Regions from separate parts of the Mus musculus genome. Here region 1 is linked to region 2. Evidence: chromatin contacts called from public HiChIP or PLAC-seq data. All regions are on one chromosome and are shown on one strand. The core of a region is the stretch at or near the end of the contact, and the rest is flanking DNA. Distances in the headings are between cores, read along the strand shown.

The links. HiChIP or PLAC-seq counts read pairs in DNA pulled down with a chosen protein or histone mark.
Region 1: a contact with region 2 is called in an H3K4me3 HiChIP or PLAC-seq map of intestinal crypt epithelium, with 7 read pairs. The contact joins two enhancer-like sites. A contact is called at or near these places in 3 of 484 Hi-C or Micro-C datasets (immediate neuronal precursor and nephron progenitors) and 3 of 115 datasets of contacts at active chromatin or transcription factors (differentiating embryonic stem cells, intestinal crypt epithelium and pancreatic cancer cells).

What each region holds. Positions count from the first base shown.
Region 1 is chr5:131,834,577-131,837,617 of GRCm38.p6, forward strand. All of the region lies in intron 4 of Auts2 (autism susceptibility candidate 2), which reads right to left. Among named protein-coding and RNA genes, the nearest start is that of 4930563F08Rik, 44 kb to the right of the region's middle. Within about 2 kb of position 1,620, at least 14 of the 459 cell types and tissues checked have an H3K27ac peak or open chromatin away from gene starts, as enhancers often do. A contact at or near this core is called in intestinal crypt epithelium, where this site is marked.
Region 2 is chr5:131,731,257-131,734,324 of GRCm38.p6, forward strand. All of the region lies in intron 5 of Auts2 (autism susceptibility candidate 2), which reads right to left. Among named protein-coding and RNA genes, the nearest start is that of 4930563F08Rik, 150 kb to the right of the region's middle. Within about 2 kb of position 1,540, at least 41 of the 459 cell types and tissues checked have an H3K27ac peak or open chromatin away from gene starts, as enhancers often do. A contact at or near this core is called in intestinal crypt epithelium, where this site is marked.

The DNA.
Region 1 (3,041 bases), core at 370-2,869, 100 kb after region 2:
GTGTAGGAGGAGCTGAGAGTTCTACATCTTCACTTGAAGGCCGCTAGGAAAAGACTGGCTTCCAGGCAGCTAGGATAAGGGTCTTATAACCCATACCGGCAATGACACACTTACTCCAACAAGGGCACACCTACTCAAACAAGGACACATCTACTTCAGTAAGGACCCACCTACTCCAATGAGGACACACCTACTCCAATGAGGACACACCTCCAAATAGGACCACTCCCCGAGCTAGGCATTCTTAAACGACCACAGAGTCACAGATGAAACCCAGGGTCAAAATGACTGAAATTTATTATGTATACGTATGAGGGTGTCAAACAATTTTAGAAAAGAAAAAGATGAAAAAACTGAAGAGGAGATAAAACTGAGATTGTCCTGTGACACCCATTTGTCCATATATACATACACAAGGAGGTGTGCACATGCACACACACACACAATTTACTACCTGGTTTTTTACAGAACAAGTGTGAGCAGCCATGCTCTAGGAGACAAGCTTCATTGTGTTATGTTGAGAAGCTAAGAGAAGGGAAGTAAGAGATCCACAAGAAGCTCATATGACAGCATGTAAATCTTCTAATAACAGCCAATGATGATGCGCTAGCGCTCCATTTGACAGAGACATACATCCTTTTAGTTCATGTCTTCAGGAGCAGCAACAATTGCCCCCTGTGATGATGTAGGAACCAAAAGCGATACAGAAACCTGAGTGCTTCCTCATTCAAGAAAATTATTAATCAATAAAAGGCAAAATTGTCTATATCTTCAAACTTGTATCTCTCGTTCTCAAACCCTTAAGTCAAGATACTTTTAGGAAAATATTATAGTTCATGGTGGCATTTGGTCTAAGTCTGTAATTTCTGGGTACTTAAAAAATTTAAACTATGCCAGGTGTGGTGGTACATGTTTTTAACCCCAGTGATTGAGAGGCAGAGTCTGGAAGATCTCTGAGTTCAAGGCCAGCCTGGTCTATAAAGTGAGTTTCAGGACAGTCAGGACCACTCAAAGAAACCTTGTTTCAAAAAGTAATTCCCCCCCCCCAACCCTCCCTCAAATAGATTGCTCATAGAAACATAATAGAAAGAATAATTTTGAATAATAATACCGACTACTATAGCAATTCAGAAACAGGCGGTTTAGAATTTAGTAGTCATCTTCTTAAAGGACTCATTCACTTATGTTATGTGTGTGGACTAGAGGATATACTTGTATGACTGCGGGTGGCCATGGCGGTAAGAAAAGGGGATCAGAGAGTTCCACATGGTTGGGAGCCACCTGGCAAGGGTGGTAGATGCTGGGACCCAAAGTCGTATGAAAGAGCAGCGAGTATCCGAGTATCCTTAATCACTGAGCCACCTCTTTAACCCCAAGAAGTTGCTAATTCTTAAGATCCCAGGAAAGAAAACAAATCCCCAATGCCAAACTATGTCTAGCTTAACATGTCAGGGTTCTGACCACAGCTCAGTTCCTGCACAGGCTGCACTAACTCAACTGATTTCTTCCTTTCTTCCTTTTTATTTTTTTATTTTTTCTTCTGAGAGTAATGAGGATCGTTACAAATATTGCTATTGACTGGCTGTTAAGCAGGCTACACATTAACCTTGCCTCTTGAAAGGCCCGACTGGGGAGTGGCAGTGAGCTGTTCCCTTTCCTGCATTCCATACTGCCAAGCTGGGCTCAAGATGAGAAGGGACAAAAAGAAATTCTCATTTATGAAATAGTGGACATGAGCACAAAGAAGCTAGGTGAGGCTGGTAAACCCCTGGCACATACATCCATGTTGATGTGGGTACTCGGAAAACGCTGAGGTTGCCTGGTCTCCAGAGTGCAGCAGCCTCCGACAGGACCTAAAAACAGCCTCACTTCTAACAACTCTAGCCTCTGATAGCCATGTGATTTTACACAGGAAAAGACCTCTCCTGTGGGTGTGTGCTTTGTTCTAAGCAAATCTCAATACTTTGAACACAGGATCAGTTCTGTGTCCTTGGAAATGAACTTTCCCTGAGAGCTGTGGGCATGCCAAATACATTGGAAGGGAGGGAGGGAGGGAGGGGGGAGGGAGGGAGGGAGGGAGGGAGGGCAGGCTAGCTGGGCTAGGGTTGGCTGAGGGGTTACACATAAGGATCTGAGTTAAGATCTCCGGCATTCATGCAGAAGTCAGGTATGGATGCCTCTGTCTAGCGTGGGAGATGGAGACAGGAAAATTGGCGGCTTGCTGGCCAGTGAGCCCAGGTGAAAGGCTGAATTCCAGGATCAGTGAGTGACCCTGTCTCAAAAGTTAAGGTTGAGAGCAATAGAGGAAAGTACTGACGTGGCCTATGCTCTTTATCCATGTTTACATGGGCAAGTGTACACAGGCATGTACACACACACACACACACACACACACACACACACACACACACAGAGAGAGAGAGAGAGAGAGAGAGAGAGAGAGAGAGAGAGAGAATGTTCTTCCAGTCCAGCTTATCAAGGAAGAGTGGAACACAGGAGTGGAGAACATGGAGACGCCTCCCCTCTTTCCCCCAACAGAAGTTTGGAAAGGGCACTTGCTCTACAACTCTTGTACTGGTAGAGACATTCTACAGGTTTCAAAGCAGATGAACTCTATCTATACAGCACAGAACTTGGCCTAAAGACACCAGAACTCAGTGACTTACATTCTCTTCGAAGTATGCAAGTGACCATCTTGAAGCCAAATTAATAGTGGGAAAAACCAGTGTCTACACTAAGACAAAAGTGTAGTTATGTTAAGATCCAAAGCAACATTATGAACTAACCAGTACCCCTGAGCTCTTGACTCTAGCTGCATATGTATCAAAAGATGGCCTAGTCGGCCATCACTGGAAAGAGAGGCCCATTGGACTTGCAAACTTTATATGCCCCAGTACAGGGGAATGCCAGGGCCAAAAAGTGGGAGTGGGTGGGTAGGGGAGTGGGGGTGGGGGAGGGTATGGGGGACTTTTGGGATAGCATTGGAAATGTAAATGAGGAAAATACCTAATAAAAATATTTTTTAAAAAAACCTCAAAAGA
Region 2 (3,068 bases), core at 290-2,789:
CCTCTGTGCTAATTACCTCGGAGGATTCATTTACCCCTAAAGGAAAGAAAACCAAGAAAAGGGGACTGGGTCTCACGTATTTCTCAGGGGTAAGAGTGCTTACTATGCAGGCATACAGACCTGTGTTCGAATCTCCAGCATTCCAGTGAAAAGCTAAGCATACAATCGTAACTCCAGCACATAGGAATGGAGATAAGGATCTTAGGGGCAGGCTGGTTGCCACTCTAAATCCTAGTTCAGTTAGAGAGCCCGGCTCGAGGCAATAAGGCAGAGTAATAGAAGAGGATATCAGGTCCTCCATTGACATCCATGTGCTTGGTTGTATAGACATGTACACACGCATGTGTACACAAACACACACAGAGACTTTATAGAATGATGACAGAGATACAAAATACATGGAAATATCCAAGCAAGGTCACCTGAACTTATTCTTTTTTGGAGACACATGCTATATGGGGGTGGATTATGAGTTGACTCTTCATGGGGCTTTGTCTTATTCTCATTTAGACAATCAATTCCTTGAGGGTAGCGTGTCTCGTTTATCCTGCCTGCTCCCCCTGGAGGTGCTCGCCACCGCCGTTTATTAACTGATAGCTTATCTCTCTTCAAATTACTGCATTATAATTGAGCACCTCTATATGAGATACTCTGGGGAAATTTTTAAAAAATGTATGAAACCAAGTGCTTTGTAGGCAATCACCATGGCCGCCCCAGTCTTTATTAATTTTTTAAGAAGGGGGGAGAGACATGTGCACATGAGTGCCACACCCGTGGAGGTCAGAAGAGGGTTTCGATCCCCAGAAGCTGGAATTCATGTTGTGTGCCAGGAACAGAATCTGGGTCCTCTGCAAGAGAAGCAAGACTCTTGACCACTGAGCTGCCTGTCTAGCTCCTGCTTAAGTGTTCGGATGCAGCCCAGAGAGGTAGAGCTGAAAGCATGAACCCGAGTAAAGCTCAGAAGCAGAGCTGGCAAGATGGCTCAGCTGGTGAAGGCACTTAATCCCAAAGCCTGAGGACTGGAGTTCCATCTCTGGATCCCACACAGTAGAAGGAAAGAACCAAGTTATGCAAGTGGTCTTCTGATCTATGGTTGCATGTGCGCAAACACACACACACACACACACACACACACACACACACACACACACATATCACATCACATATACACAATTTAATTTTTTTAAAAATCCACAATATGGTGGAGGGAAGGTAGGTGTTTTTAAAACAATATCATTTAGTAAGGAAAAAGATAGCTCTGGAGTGGGGCAGATTTCATTACAAAGGAAGAACTAGAGGAGGCTCTGTAGATAAAGTGCCTGCCTTTTAGGCTTGGGGACTTAAGTTTCATCCCTAGAACCCACATAAAAAAGCCAGTGTTCTCTAATCTCAGCTTTGAGGAGGCACAGACAGGAAGATCCTTGGACTGCCAGATAGTCTAGCATTTTCCTGCATGTGTGGGGAGCCTAAGGCTAGGAACAAATGTGACGGAAGGCTGTAAAACCACATTTGTGATAAAGGTCTTCAACTGTCTGGACCAACCTGAAACCCAGCTCTCCTCAAACACAGTGAATGAGTGAAGTGGAAATCACTTGATGCTCTGATAGGTGGTGACTCCTGTTCTTGCAAGGTTACAAAACCGGTACTACCAGGAAAGCATTCAAAACTCAAGGTCTGAGGAAGGGAGGTTGCTCAGTGGGTAGTGCTGCCTGTGCAAGTGTGAGAACCCAAGTTCGTTTGGATCGCCAGAATCCACATTAAAAAGCTGGGTACATAGCAGGAACATCTGCAATCCCGGTGGGCTGAGGCAGTGGTGGGAGGTCAAGGGAGTCTCTCAAGCTTACAGGCCAGCCATCCTGACTTAGGCAGCAGCAAAGGAAAAAGAGCCTGTTTCAAAGAAGGTAGAAAGTGAGGGCTGATGCCTAAGGTTGTCTCCTGACTTTTACACCCATGCACACGCACACAGATCACACACACACATAACAGACCCTCCCCTCAAAGCCAAGCTCTGGAGAAATATGCATTTGGCTCCAGTTGTGAAGTCAGATGTCTAAGGAGACACCGAGGACTGTGATTATTCTAAGACAAAGAGAAGGGGGGACTTATCCTCGGGGACCCAAGTCTGCCTGTGGAAGCATCCCGCCCTGGCAGAGCCTCTCTGGAGGCGGGGCTTATGAGCTGCAAGGACAGAGGCACAGGGAGCAGATGGGGGAGGTGGCCCTTGGGGGAACTGGAGTGAGAGAGAGTGAACTTTATCCTGTGAGTCAGATTACCTAATTACACGGTGCCCTCTGTGAGAACTCTTTGGCCCACAGCCTTTAGATCAGCCTTATTTAAATGCTCTGGTCCCCGTTCTCTAGTGTGCTATTTGTAATTAGAGGAGCTTTTGATGTCAGAGTGCAAAGGGGGTTGGTGTGTCCCCTGAAGCCAATTTGTTTTATGGTAGGTGATTCCTCGGGGATGGCTGTGGCCAAGGTGAACCTACCGGCTGGAGTTTTGGCTACAGAGTTGAGTGGAGTTTTTTTCCACATGGGAAGTCTGTCTACCATGCTTGGAGATTAGAGATGATGATGATGATGAAGCTTCTCAACGACAGGGTATCTTGTAGCTTAGGCTGGCCCCCAACATCCTCCGTCTCAAAGGATGCCTTTAATTTTTGATCTACCTTCTCTCCCCTCCTAAATGATGGGATCGCTAGTATAGGCCACCACTGATGATTTCTGTCGTGCAGGGGATGGAACTCAGGGCTTCATGTATGCTGGGCAAGCACTCCACCAACTGAGCTCCATTCTCAGTCCCTCCTGTGAGATTTTTCTTTTTAAATCACTGCTAGGATCGGATATGCAGGATGGTTAATCTCGTCAACTTGACTGGATTTTAAAATTGCTGGGGAAAACTGTTATCCGTGAGAGAATTTTCTGGATTAAGTTAATTGAAGTGGAAAGATCCACCCTTAATGTGAGTGGCACTCTTCCCTGGACTGTGGTCTCAGACTAACTAAAGAGGAGAAAGCCATCTTGGTGAGCACCAGCTCTCTCATCCGTTTCCCGACTGCAGGCGCAATGTAA